2 separate regions of the Mus musculus genome follow, and region 2 is linked to region 1. Evidence: chromatin contacts called from public HiChIP or PLAC-seq data. All regions are on one chromosome and are shown on one strand. The core of a region is the stretch at or near the end of the contact, and the rest is flanking DNA. Distances in the headings are between cores, read along the strand shown. Region 1 overlaps Sox6 (SRY (sex determining region Y)-box 6). Region 2 overlaps Sox6 (SRY (sex determining region Y)-box 6).

Region 1 (7,449 bases), core at 2,344-4,843:
GAGAATTAAAATAGCCTTAGGTAAGAACGTCTTAGGGTGGTGGTGGTGGTGGTGTTTTGGGTTTGTACTAGAGATCAAGCTAAGGTTTCCAGATTTGTCCTCAAAGGCAACAATGTTGCTTGGGGGGCTCCCTCACCCTTTGCCATTTGTCACTCCTCAAAGGGAGAAAACAGGCTCAGAGGCTGGAAAGGCCTGCACAAGGATGTGCAGCTTAATGAACGCAAAGACGCAGAGCACTTACGGTATGCGCTAATGGCACTGCACAGTCTTTTATGGGCAAATTGCACAGCTCTCTTAAGTAAAGGGGACAGAATCCTTTTGTGAATCTAAATTAGAGCATTTTAGCACAGTGTTAGATAAGGATTTCAGTCACTGTATTGGAGCCTCACTGGTTTCATTATAAAGAAGAGACCTATGCTTTGAAAGCTTTTCAGGAAGACGCCAGCAGCTGTCAAAGGGGATGAAGAGTGCCGATGTTTGTGAATGTGGAAGGGAAGACTTCCAGCCCTGGGAAGCCCTCCCCTTCACGCCTGCTAGGAAAGCACCCAGACCCAAGGAGCTAAACATATCTTAATTCTGTGTCCGATTATCTGAGAGGACTCCCAAGGGGGAAAAAAAGTGTCTTCAGAGTATGCTGGCTAGCCCTTGCTAGCATGGGATTACTTAAAGGGAAGACAGATGGTGGCAGAAAAGCAACCCAGGTAGAAAACTTTTGGATTTTAATAACCAACTCAGGAAAAAAAAAAAAAAAGCCTCCCTGACTGACCTGAAAGGATATCTATAATCAAAATTAAAAGACAAGAGTAAGAGTGAGGTACAAGAAAGGAGACACTGATTATTGAAACATACAGCAAACCAGGAATGGCTCTTGGAAATCATTAAAGAAGAAAAATGGGTTTTTATTTCATCAGTAGGCTTTTAGATTTGGTTAGAAGAAGAGGAGGAGGAGGAAGAGGAGGAAGAGGAAGAAGAGAAGAGAAAGAGAAAAGGGAGGAGGAGGAGGAAGAGGAAGAAGAGGAAGAGAAAGAGGGAGAGGAGAAAAAGGGGGAGAAGGAGAAGGAAGAAGAAGAGGGGGAGGAGTAAGAGGAAGAAGTTGTTATTAACCCAGAAATATTAAATAAGAAAAATATAAATGTTGCCAAAGGAGATCAAAAAACAATATGCTTTCATTACAATATACAGGACTGAGTGGCTACAGGAAAACTAAGGAGCTTATTTATTTACTGACTTCATTCTTTTTAATTCAGTAAATATCTTTTGATGAAAACAATGTGCCAGGCACTATATCAAATAATCATTATATGACTGTAAACCACTACTGAGAAACTGCAAGCAAAGCAAGTATGCTAAGGGAGGTTGGCCCAAGTCTGGATCCAAGTTCAAGGAAGGAAACCTAGAAAAGTCACAATTTAACAAGAAGAACATGCATTAACAAGATAAAGAGTGGAAATAACTTCTGATAACTACCAGAAAAATATGAAACATTACCACTGCAGGGGAAATACAGATAAGGGAAGGGTTGTGAGTAGTGGATGATCAAGAGCTTTCCAGAAGGAAAAAACAAACAAACAAACAATACAGACTTAGGCTCTGCATGAGTACGCTGGGGGTATATGGGCTTTGGTGTGTTTCAGAGATTGAATAAAGGTGATTAAATATGAATAAAAAATAAAGCAAAGAGGCTAAAGAGGCAGGAAAATGTCATCCCACATAGAGCAGGTTTGATGAGCCTTCTCTCCATTCTGAGAATAACGCACCATCACTAACAGTTTAAGCTAGGGCTGCGCTCTGGCGGTGTTGTGGGGAACAGGTTGGAAAGTTCTGAAATCATAAAATAAATGTGCGCTTTTTATTGCCTATGTTTTGTGTCCTATCTTTAACCCATTGTAATTTTCTTCTTACACTTGATTATATGAGGTGAGTTAGGAAGCTTGCTGAAAACTGCATCGGCTGCCTTACCATTGTTCTTGGATAATAAAGTATCCCTCAGAGTGTTTTGGGTAAGGACCAAAGACACACAGGTTGAATTTATGTTTATATTTTTCAGTGAAGATGAAATTTTCCCTTCTCCAGTTTTAAAGCCTTTTCAACAACCTTTCATTTATTTTTCTTCCTCTTCTGCTTAGTAAACAGAGAAGCTGAGGTGGTATGTAAATAGCAGCTTCTTGTTCAAGGAAGAGCCAACAGTGCTATCTATAAAAGCTTGGGTGACTCCATTATGTGACCTAAGTTTACCAAAAAACACCAGTTAGATGAATCATTTTACAGAGTATAAAGACAGTGAAACTGTTGGATTGTAAACAGTAAAAGTGATTTTAAAACTCTTCCATTGGACTTAGCCATGTTTTTAAGGAAAATAAAACAAGGTAACAGTAGTATTTGTAAGTTAAGGTTTTAGGTACTCATATAACATTGTCACTAAAAAAAGTCAATTTTTTTCCCTTAAACTTAAGTAAAGTTTATCCATATATCAATTGATCCAATGATAGGTGATAGATAATTTATAGTCGATTGATGTAATAGAAAAGGTATAATATAGATAGATGGATGATAGATAATTGATAGGTGATTGATAGGCATATATGTAGACAGATGGTACATAATAAATGATACATAGCTAGTCAGATATAGATTGTAGGTGATAGGTAGCTAGATGATAAATGATAGTTAAATAGATCTAAATGATGGGCAGTACGTGATAGCTGGATGACATAGATAATTAACAGTTTGTACAGCTATGAGTCACAATAAGTGGCGCTGGGTGACATGTAAAATTCCTTTAGAATGAGAAATCCTATGTGTAGCCATCTCTTGGGTTCAGATCAGTGAGTAGTACATTCAAACAATACAATCATGTATGTTCTCTAAATGCATAGGTTGGGGAGGTGACTTTTCTGTTCCATACCCATTGTATACATTTGGCACAATGAATTTAAATATCAATATTTGAACATATACTAATAGATTTTTCTGTTTAAATTGATGAAGTATTTATCTACCCTGCTGTAATAAAAATAGTATCAAGTGTGAGTCAGTGATCCAAACAACCTGAGAACCCAGATTACTTCATTCTCAGACATGTTTCGTTGAACCGCGAGATTCCACTATTACGGAGAAACTAGAATGCTCAAGATGGCTGAAAGAAGAGGCAGCCAAAGGGGCATACAGGACTCCTAAGTACAACCAGGGAGTGTTAGAGAAGCAGGGGGTTATAAGATGCTTCTTCAACTAACTTAAGAATATGTGGGGGAAATCTTACCCTAAGTCATGTTTTGAGATTTGACCAAATCAACTTAGAGTAAATAAATAAGTAAATAAATAAGATAGGAACCTGGGATAAGCCCCATCTCAGCGGGCCAGCAGAGGTCATCGGTTGCCTAGCGTCATCTGTTTGACATCTTTAGACTATCTTAAAATGACTCTCTCAGACGCACTGCCAGAAAATAGCCTCTTCTGCCTTCCACTGAAAGCCAGAGGTAGCTTCATAAACCACAGAAAGGGAGCCAGTAAAAAGCTTCAGTACACAGCTTTTCTCCAAGTCAGTGCGCCTGCCTTTCCTGTGTGGCACACACAGGGTGTGTGTGCCTGACGCTTGCTCCTCCACGGTAAGCTGTATCTATCCTCCAACTGCAACACTGTATCTATCCTCCAACTGCAGAGACCGAGCTGCCAGCTGCAGCTCGGCTTTTCCTTTCTTTTTTCTTTCTTTCCTTTTTTCTTCCATGGGGTCATCTTTATCCCCAAACCACATCTGTCTTGAGTTTCTCTCGGATTAGTAAGGTGGATCAGTGCTCCCCGGGGCCTGCTCCAGCTGAAGTATTTTAATTTGACTAAACACCTGATTTATTTTATCTCTCCGATGAGAAAGGCAGTTTGTCTTAATAGAGCCTGTCAGCCCACAGCCCCATTCACAGCGATTTACAGGCGGCCGGGGACGCGGCGAGAGAAGAGTGCTGCGATTCTGTACTTTACCCTCCTCTGGAAAGCACCTAAAAGCAGCTATTCACTGCTACTGCATGTGGCATTTTAGAACTGAATTAGCTTTTTATTCAAGTAACTACACTTGTTGTGAATAGCTTATCTGTAAAATTGCTACATTCACTACTGATTTTATTAACCTTTGGCTCTATCACAAAATGGTCTTCAGTTAGGAAAGACCTTTAAAATTGACACGTTTTTTTTCCCCCCCTGAGGGGCCTTTATTCCAGTGACTTCAGATTTACTGAATTTGATCCACTGAATTCTTTACCAGTTGTAGTTAAAATTTTGAGCCTCAATAGGAAGTCAATAGTGTGTAAATAAGGAAACACTTTTTTAAATGTAAATATGGTGGCAATTTCCCTCATCAAAAGTTTTCAAATACCATCTTTTATTATAACAGTTCAGAATCACCCCTCTAACCTATTGATAATTTCTTTTTTAACTTTTACAAACCTCTCTTCAGACTCAACACCAAAGGGAAAAATACAAAATATATAAGAATCTATGTGGAACAGTTAATTTATTTTTTTGGCTTAAAATAGAAATCAAAAGTCATATTTAAGGTTAATTTAAAGTTCTTTCCCCCACATCAGTTCATAAAAGTTAGCACCATAATCTGCCAGCTAATTTTGCCCCTACAAATCCATATGATTACAATTGGTGGCACTAGAAAGAGAGCTGGGCACTAGGAGGCAAAGGCAGGCTCCGGGGCAGAGCCATGCACAGCAGGGTTGGGCACTTTGCGTGTGGACTGGCCTCAGTTCTTTTCAAATAGCTCCACACCCATGACTTGTAGAGCACAGGAATCTTTGTAGATAACCCCCTCAGCACTTAGTTGCAAAGTTGAACACTACTCTCCTGAGGGCTACATTTTTAGAAGAAAATAAGAAATGTGCACAGCAGTCAAGTGGGAGACAGAAGGAGACACTTAAAGAGAACAGGGAGGGAGGTCAGAGGGAAGGAGAGAGAAAAGGTAGCTGAAAGGCCAAGGGGGTGGGTGATAGAAAAAGACAGACACAGGAGAGAGAAAGAAGAGAGGGGGAGAGGAGAGAGAGAGCGAGCACTAAATTAAATTCTGTGCATTTCCCTGTATGTTTTTCCTTTCTAATGAAATGAGGGATTATGTTGTTAAAGTAATATTTACCAAGTCAAATAAAGCCAAGGGCAAGCGGCCGCATCTAACGCAAGTCTGAGGGGCTACAACATGAAACAACAGCTAACCAGCCTTTTTCATTAGATCCTGTGCCAGTTACTTTAACAGACTTGATAGAAGGTCACAGTGAAACTACAAGACTCTGCAGCTACAAATGCCTGCTCCTGGTGTGATGGAGAGAGAGCAGGCAGAGCCGCTGGAGTGGAGTTCCAATGAGGACAGACTTTTCCACATCAGTCCTAGAAGGATTAAAACACTTAACAGTCATTTCAAAGTGACACCAATCCAGGACCTCAGCCAACAATCCAGAAAGATTTTAAATTCAGTTGAAAAGAAAAGCTTTTACGAGTCAATTTTCAGGTCAGGTCTAATTGTTTTAAAATGGACACTGTTTGAGAAGAAAGCTAAAAATACAATGCCAATCATAAAAGAAAGCCTCATTTGATCCCTCCTGCCCTGGGGTAACCTGGTCAAGCTGCTGCCTCTCCCGCTTCAGCCCTGCACACATCAGATGGGCTGTGATGTTGCTACTTCACAAGCCCAGTACATCATTTAGCCCTGGCCTTTTTTGATGGAATCTTCTTTTAAATGTCACAAAATAGGGCATCAAAAAGTCAACAAAAAATAAACCGGGTGAGCTAAGGAGACCCACAACACACCAGAAGATTCCTTGATAAAAGTTACTTTGTGATGACTGCCTGAGAAAGGACCCCTGTCCCAAGGTACCAGCAGATAATTGAGCCCTGAATCCAACAGCAATGTAAAAAGCTTTCTACTCTAAGGGCCCCAGTACATCATAAAGATAAAGGATTTCAGAAAAAAATCCAACAACACAAAGCCCTCTATTATCTTATCAGGCTTTGGTTACAACAGCTGAACCAATAGGAGCAAATCCTGAATGACTTTTTTCAAAACAGCAGAACACTGGAATTGCTTTGTTTTCTCCTCAGTCGGCTATTGTCATGGCTCCCATATGTTCCCATCCACTCCTCAGTAAATAAAAAGTTTAATAAATGCAGCAATTGTGCTCTTAGGAATGACCTCAGGCGCAACACACAGGAAACCCGTCTCATGGATTGAGACAGAGGCTTTTTCCCCCACTAAATATATGAGAGTTTCCTTTTCAAAATGTAAAGAAATCTAATTGAAATGTCTTTCAAATCTACTAAACGAGAGACAAGAAGACCCCGGTCCTTCCTAAATGAAGACCAGTCTCCTGTCTATGCCAGGCACACTCACCTCTCCTTAGCTTCCCTTCTTCCTGGCTGTAAAAGGAAGTGTGTTTCCTGGATCAACTGAGGTCTATTCATGTTGCAGATCCTAACAGAGCAAGAACAATCCATGGAACTCTGCCATCTGGGCTCCCAACCTCACAGCTGGGCACCAGCCCATTGTGCTTTATTAGCCAATCATTTTTGGGTCCGGAAGTGAAGACATCCTGACACATCTCTTTTTCAGTAGGAGACAAGCTGCCATAGCAGTACTGCTAGGTGTGTGTGATGGGCAGTAAGGGCTATCTCTCCATAACCTACACATTAAAAATAATAACTCTGCCTTTCAGAAACATGGGAGTCTCTGCTCCTGTGTGGAGAACAATGAATCATTTTGTTTCAATCACCGAGGTTTGCAGACTTGCCTTCTTTGGACAGTCTATCATATCTACGGCTAGAAATGGAGGAGAAAGACAGACAGCCCTATTAAAGCAGCATTGCCTAAGCATCACTTGTGTCCTTACCCTAAACAGAGCGTTGTTATCTTTATGTCACAGATGAACAGCTAGATCAATGAGAACATAAATAACTTGGCCAACCCACGAAGCAGTTGACTGCATTTGAATCCTAGTCTTTTCATTTCTAATCCACACATGTCCAGAGTTAAAGCTACCATCTCTCTACAGGTTGGAAATATAATCAGGGAATATCTATAAGTGAAGAAACAATGTTATGAGGGACCCATCAGGGACCACGGCCAGGTAAGTAGTAAAAATAGACAATTGAGCTCTTTTACAGGTTTTATCTTTTTAAAGATTTTTTGAAAAGTTATGTGTATGTGTTTGTATGTGCACATGAGTACAAATGAGTGCACGTGTATATGTGTTTGTATGTGCACATGAGTACAAATGAGTGCACGTGTATATGTGTTTGTATGTGCACATGAGTACAAATGAGTGCACGTGTATATGTGTTTGTATGTGCACATGAGTACAAATGAGTGCACGTGTGTATGTGTTTGTATGTGCACATGAGTACAAATGAGTGCACGTGTGTATGTGTTTGTATGTGCACATGAGTACAAATGAGTGCACGTGTGTATGT
Region 2 (7,449 bases), core at 1,797-4,296, 84 kb after region 1:
TGGATTTCAACCTTCTGTAATAGTATATGAAAGATGACATTGAACATAAGTGGACAAGCTGCAATACAAAACAGCAACCACATGGATATGACTGATGGATGAGAAAGGGCTTTATTATTTATGGAAACTTAGAACATGGAGCACCTAATTATCCCTCTCCTCTTAAAAGAGCAGTTAAGCACTGCTGTGGGTCCTGTGTCTTGTCCGGATAATAACTGTTTCTACCAGGAACTCAGCTAACTGGAGCTCAACAAGCACAACAGTAGAGGCCACAGATCACTTTCTCGTGTAAAAGCAGCTAGCTATGCCCACTGTCTTCTTTACCTAATGGGGGGCAGTATTGTGGTCCACAGCAAATTGTGCTTGATGAAGATGGGAAATGCAGTTCTTGGGAGCCCAAAGGTATGTTCCCAGACCTTAAAAGAAACCCATGCAGAAACCACCCAACAATCAGAAACCTAACCAAGCAGTCGCACTCCTGAGTCACTTTACTTCAGGGTTGGTCACAGGAGTTTGCCAAGATGAGAAACAGCCAGGCCTTCAGTTCAGCACTGCTCTGAAGCTGAGGAAGCCTGAACAGGCCTACTCTCTGCACTCAAAGGTGAGCTAAGCCATGCCCAGCACGCTTGCTCTGATTTTTCCCTCTTTACACCCAAACTAGTCACAGCAGCTCCAAATTAAAAAAGAAAGGTAGAAAGAAAAGGGAAGGTCTAGAAATTAGCAAACACTGCCTCGGGAGTTTTAAAGCCTTAGCTTAAACTTCAAAGAGCCAGTTTCTAATTCTTAAAAGAATTTCAAACAAGAAAGGCCATGTTTGTAAACTGAGGCTGAATCCCAGATGGAAAAATACCCAGTGGGCTTTTCAAGCAGTCATTTGGCAGTATGTCAGGATATAACAATGGCCTATGATAGTGCTAGTTTTTCTCAGAAATTATTATTTATAAATATCTGATCATTTTTGGGACCAGTTTGGCTCTGCCAATATCGGGGTACAGCAGCCTTCACTGTCCGCCAGCGTTCACTCATCCTCACTGTGTGTGTGGATTTTACTAATTCACAGTTTTAGGAGCCTCCTTAGTACTTGGTATTTTTTAAACATTAATGTGGTGCTGTCTATAACTCCATGAAAGCTCAAATTGCCTTACATTAAAGGTTTAAAAGTAGGAAATAGTCATTTCTGCAAAACACAAATGCTAGAAAAGTCTCAGTCAAGTCCGAATAAAGATCTAAATAGAGTTGCCAAGTTCAATGTTCTTGTAATGGCTTTTCCCATTTTCTAAAATCCCAAGATTGCAAGCGTAGAGTTGTAGGGCACTCAACATTTCCTAGAATATTTAAATGTTGAAAAAATGTTTCTATCTGTCATTGTAGCATATGGAAAGAAACCTACATAGCTTATTAATGTCTTTGGAATTGTTTAAGAGGATTTAAAGATATGAGTTAAAAGAATTTCATAATCTTAATTTCAATTTCTCCTTTTCATTTAATAGTAGACATTCATTAGGACCCACACACTGTAATAAATTATAATAATTTCAAACAAGAATTAAATTACTAGGTACCTAGTGAAAGAGCCATTTTTTCTTAGGTACCCTGTAATCTAACTGTCAGATTTAAAATCTATTCCCAATCAACTCTTCACAACACTCACATTTATTCATCTATGTTAAATTAATAAAAGGTGTGAATAATGCTGACAAAATTGATCATTATTGTTCATGTAGATTTAGAAAATTATAAGGTAATCTAAAATGTAAAAGGAATTGAGAGAAACTATTAAGGTTCTTATAAATAAATTCATCCTATGCTATTTTTTCAAATCAAGACTGAAACTTCGATGAGACTTATTTAAATTGGCTACATATGCTATTTGATAAATTGTACAGTTTTAGAGCACAAACCGTTTTCATTATTTTTGACAAATATCAGTACAAAGACTCTACTATAGCCTTAGAGTGTAACAAATACTTTAGGAGCATATGGCAAGAGAATTCCAGAAAGTAAGAAGCTAATGGTATCCAGGGACCGTGTAGCTTGCTGAAGAAAAGATACAAGCACAGGGACTATCCAAGAGTCTCCCAGAAATAAACACTGCCCCTTCCTTTTCCTCTAGGTGTAGCAATGTAGGTAAGTTCACACTCAGTCCAAATCTATTCCAGAACATGTCAGTAGTACTCCCTGTGTGGACCCTGTTTGCATACTCCTGAGTGCTCCACCCTGTAACCCCGCTGACCCTCCCCTTTCTACTGGGCATCCCTGAAGATAGGGGAAGCATGGCGACATCTGTTCCCATTCACACCGATTTTAATTTACCAAAAGAGCTCCGCTATTTTCAGAGCAGACTCCAGAGCACAATGACAGATTTAGGGCCTTGGCTGAGGTTGCATTTCCAGTGTGTCAGCATTTCCTCCTCACAGAGAGTAAATTCCAGGGGGTCACAACAGAGGAATCGCTGAAATTCTAGCTTCAGAGAAGACACTTTTCCCACCCTACTTATTTTGTCCTAACTGGAGCCGCCACTGCGCTGCCCTATCTGGTGGGCACCAGTGGTGGCCTGCAGTAACTGGACTAAAGTTATCTCATCTTAAGCAAACGTGGAGGTCCTTTGGACCCTTCCTGTGAGGTTCTCCACACAATTATCTCGTCCAGAGCTGACTGAAATGTAATAGCTGTCGCATAACAATTTTATAACTACACATTTATAAAGGACTCATTTTTAAAACACAGCCACATGCCCTGCCTGTTTCATAATCGGATCGCAGGAACAGTTTTAAGTTACAGATATTCTCTCTAACCTAAGAGTTGCACAGTTACATGATTTTTTTTTATGGAGTGCTTTTTGCAAACAATTTAAATGCAAGTTAGGAAAGTCACTCACAGCCACACCACGGCAGTTTTCCTGGATAATCCAGAGATTTTCAAGGCACAATATGAACAGCAACTTGAGAGAAACAATGCCCAAGTTGTGTTGTGATTACTCAGACATGAGCAGCTGAGCAGAGAAGACGGGCAATGGAATGTGTGCAGCAATCAGCTCTGTTGACTAATCAGAATTTGAGACACTGGAAGGTAATAAGGGTATTATAAAGAATGGCTTATTGAAGGAGCAGCTGTTTATGTGCAGCTCACTAGACTGCCATGGTATGTTTTGGTGAAAATGTTTAACTCCTTTTAAAATGATCATTAGAGAAGAGACGACAGCAAGTACCAAGAGGCAAGTTTGGAAGAATCAAAACACCGAGATTTAACAGCTTTGGGACGGTTATCTGGGAGCTTGGAAATGGTCAGAAATGCCAGTCCCAAGGCGCTTTTAAAATTAAAAGTACTTTCTATTCGTTGTTGTTTATAAAAGCTTAGTAGTTAGGCCATCATCGTTACTAGACTGATACAGGCACAGGGTGAGGCAGGAATATAATGGGGAAATCCTCAGGGCAGAACAAAAAGAAAGAGGCCCCTGAAAACAGCCACGGGACAAACACAAACCAGAGACTGACTTGGAATTCAGAAATGGGCTTATTGCCTCAATAAACAGAAAGGTGGAGATGCCCATGTCAGTCACAATTTCAAGTTTCAAATGCTGGTTTTGCTCAAAATATAACTACTAACAGCCTCTCCTATTTTGATTTCAGAAGAGTAAATAATTTTTAAAACACCAGGGAAGAATGTAAAACAATATTTCATTTACTGATATTATTTCCACACAGTGACTATCACCCCAGCTGAACTGTTGGTCATACTGAGTGTTAGCTTTATGCCCAGCTCATTCAGCTTGTCCTTTTACTTTCTCCCGAGAAGCAACTGTCTGGCCTTGTTCTGCCCCAATCACTTCTGGAACAACAACAAAAACCCATAGTATACCATAAGAGTAACAAACATTTCACTGGCTTTCTATAATATAGCATTATGAACATTTCTTTCTGACAAGTGTTCAGTAATATTTTTAGGCAGTCAGCAAGCAGTCAAAACTCTGCTATCTTTTTGTAACAGTTCACATGTCAAACTGGCAAAGTGCCCACAGTATAAGGCTGGAAAAAAAAATCTATTTAATGTCTGCCCCACAAGGCAACATGAGGTTTGATTGGCAGAAAGTGGAGAGTGGCTTTTGATCGTGTGTCCTAACATGCAGTTCCAGCTCCTGTCTTCTCAGCTGATGGGCTCCACATTACCCATTCAAACAGCAGTGACAGAGCACTGCACCACTCCCCGGCTGCAGTCACACGCAGTGGGAGCTAGGCTGGGGACAGCGCCACTGATTAAATATATCACTTTTTCAAGACAAGCAGGTTGTCTGAATCAAAGTTGGACAGAATAGACTCAACATTATTAAAAGGGGATATAAAACTCGGATTGAGTGATGTTCAGCCAGTTTGCACAGCCTCGGGGATTCCTGAGCTGACAGGGAGAATAAGGAAGAGCAGAACTCATAAAACAGGGCCAGAAATTAGCTGTGACACCTCGCCTATTTTCCCATCACTTCAGGACCAGTGAGTTTCAAAATCCTGGAGTCCCCTTTTCCCTTTTTAACTTTCATTTTTAAAAAAAAATGAATTCAGCAAAGGAAGAAAAACACATGAAAGCGTGCTGACTGCAGTTTGTCAATTACTGTCTTACAAGGAATAAAACGGCAGATGCAGGCTTTTGCATCTCATTTAAAAATACACTAATACAGGTTCTTCTAACGAGGATCCTTATTTTTAGATTTTATTGCATTTATTCACTTGGAATTATAGTATAACTTTTAAGTCTAGGAATATTAGAATCATAGAAATCGTGCAGTTTAGCATTTTATAAGTTCTCTGACTAGCAGAAGCTATGGGAGAGCTGGTTATCATATTTAGCACCCCTATATTCTCTGCTATAGCATGCATACTACTTAAACATTTTTGCCTAAAATATGTTTACATACATAAACATCTAAAATGAAGACATGCTCAATACAAATTTTTATTGTCTCCATTTTTTAAAATTACTGAACGTAGCTTCTAATAATGTGCGGGGCATCAACAGATACTTATAGACTGTGAAGAAATAAAAACTAAAGTTGTTTTCTATTTGGAAAAGTAAAAATAAATGTCCAAAGAAATGACAAAACTATAACCAACTATCTGGAACTAGAAACTAAAGGTATAGACTAAAATTTAAATAATTGTCTAAAACAAATTATTTGAAATCAAAATATACAGTCAAGTAAAAAATGGTCAGCCCAGGTATGATTTTAAAGCACTTGGAGAGTTTAATCTTTTCATATCTCTGCTATGAGGACTGGCTTTTATTTATTTATGGTCGTTAGTGGCACACGCCAGCTTTTTCTTGGAACACCTATGTTCTTGTTATTCACTTTGGCATCACTGTGCATAGTTAGCAGCAACCTGCTTGTTAGATATTTAAGATATCATTAAAGGATTAACTCTCCCTACCAAGGTGAGGACAGCTTTAATAGAGAAGGGGGAGGTGCTCAGCGGCACCCTTACACAAGACACCCAAGTAATTGGGCAGCAACAGCAGAGGCAACTGCTTGACAATGGAAAAATTACAGAAAAAATGCTAGGGTTCAATTTACAGTCACATATTCCTTATTGTATAATTCAACTAAATTACTTTAAATTTCAAAGTTAATTTAATGTTTGATGGTATATATTGGTGAAGTCGCATACTAATTTTCAGAATAATCTTAATATGACGATGTTTGATTTATGTTCTATTTGCCACAGAATGTGCCATTTATAATTGATAAATTACTCTGTATTAATCAGATACACATTCTCCTGAATGAGAAATAAGTTATATGTCATATGGCATCTGTACTTTGTGTAGTGAAAGGCCTTTGAGGATGATGAAAACGGTAATAACAAATTTTATCCAAGTTCTCAAAGGCAAAACCAAGCAATCACGTTGAAATCTCGGGGTTTGATGTTAGAAAATTACCATGAAGAGGATAATTTGACTTCCTGTGTGAACCCAGATTTTTCTTTAAAAGGGGGAGGGGTAGGGGCTTCTGAAACCCTGAAATGCTGCAAAACTGTATTTTCTCTTCTCCTCCCAGATATAAATTATATCAGTGCCCTTCCCGCACTGCCATGTGCATTTGACTAAAGCGTGCTGGGAATGGAGAGGAGACCGCCATGATGAGCTGTCAACTGGACCAGGTCCGAGGAAATCAGCCTGGCCTCCGCGGGACTGCCAATGAAAACACATTAGACCAAGTAGATGTGAAGCTCTCCAAAGCATACTCTCCCCTTCTATAATCCAATTGTGAGAGAAGGAAAAAATAGTCAGTGTTCGGAAGAAATGTTTGTGTTACTCCTGCTTTGCCAGTTGAGTCTTTCATATTCTATGCCAGGAGATCCAAAGAAAGGCAGAATAAACCCACACAATATTTTGCAACAGCATTTTAAAAATAGAGAAGGAATACTTTCCTTTTTTAAAAAAAAATCAAAATAATTAATTATTTTAGCCACTCTATTATTGCTTACAGTAATACACGGCAATAACATTTACATTGATTGAATTCTGTTTCCTTAATGTGAAATTTGTTTGGGGTTAATTAGCACGGCTGAGGAATAAGCTTAATAATTTTATCTTGTTTACACTGGAGGCAGTTTTCCGAGAGCACTGCTCAGGGAGGAAGTGACATCTAATTCCAGACAAAACATGGCGGTGAGGGCGGCTGCTCACTGTGGGGAGGCAAGCCAGGTCTTCCTCCTTGAGCAAGACTCCCACTACTTGGGGAGTCTAATGGCAACCACAGAAAGTTGTCAAATTATTTCTCAGACATGGTTAAGTTTTTAAAACAAATACCAAGCTGAGCAGGGAAGAAAGAAAAGACCGTATACAAATGGAGAAAGTCTCTGATATTAGACATCTTTACTGTCCCTTCCTAAAGAAAAAGTGGGTCTAATTAGTTGTCTTCCTAAAATGCGTACCTAGCATTTTTATTATGTATTATAACATTTTGCTCAGAGCTGACATTTTTATTCTGACAAGCACTGTCTGGAGAGCTCTCAATAAATAATACATTGACAATTTTCAGTAAATAAGCAGTGGACACAAATCGTTATCCTTACTTACAGCTGCCCCACTCTAATAGTGCTTTTACAAGGGAGGTGACTATTCAGTCTAATGCAATCCTCTCCGTGCTAGGAAGACATTTTCATTCATTACCACGGTCACAAGCACTTAAAGCACTTTTAAGCCCTGTTGCAAAACAGCAGGACTGGCAAAGTGAGTGGGGCTGACGAAAACTCAAGTTCTTCACCAGAGAAACCTGAGGCTGTTCACCTAAACACTACAAAAATTCACTTCTGCCCAGGCCACCTCCACACCTCTAGACCTGCTTGTCTAAGGAGAATACAGGATTTCCTTTAGTAATTAAATGTCTATCTTGTTAAGGCTAAGATGTGTGGTGGTAGGCTTTGTTTTCTGTATTACTTATAGCTTCATCAGTTAGTG

The links. HiChIP or PLAC-seq counts read pairs in DNA pulled down with a chosen protein or histone mark.
Region 2: an H3K27ac HiChIP or PLAC-seq map of oligodendrocyte precursor cells shows a contact between it and region 1, with 4 times the contacts expected there. The contact joins two enhancer-like sites. A contact is called at or near these places in 2 of 39 promoter capture datasets (the C10 cell line and liver), 2 of 484 Hi-C or Micro-C datasets (the G1E-ER4 cell line and Sertoli cells), 1 of 115 datasets of contacts at active chromatin or transcription factors (oligodendrocyte precursor cells) and 2 of 9 other capture datasets (adipose tissue and embryonic tail).

What each region holds. Positions count from the first base shown.
Region 1 is chr7:115,663,323-115,670,771 of GRCm38.p6, forward strand. All of the region lies in intron 5 of Sox6 (SRY (sex determining region Y)-box 6), which reads right to left. Among named protein-coding and RNA genes, the nearest start is that of Gm51455, 170 kb to the left of the region's middle. Within about 2 kb of position 3,594, at least 55 of the 459 cell types and tissues checked have an H3K27ac peak or open chromatin away from gene starts, as enhancers often do. A contact at or near this core is called in adipose tissue and oligodendrocyte precursor cells, where this site is marked.
Region 2 is chr7:115,748,260-115,755,708 of GRCm38.p6, forward strand. The region is part of intron 4 of Sox6 (SRY (sex determining region Y)-box 6); the gene reads right to left. Among named protein-coding and RNA genes, the nearest start is that of Gm51455, 250 kb to the left of the region's middle. Within about 2 kb of position 3,047, at least 43 of the 459 cell types and tissues checked have an H3K27ac peak or open chromatin away from gene starts, as enhancers often do. A contact at or near this core is called in adipose tissue and oligodendrocyte precursor cells, where this site is marked.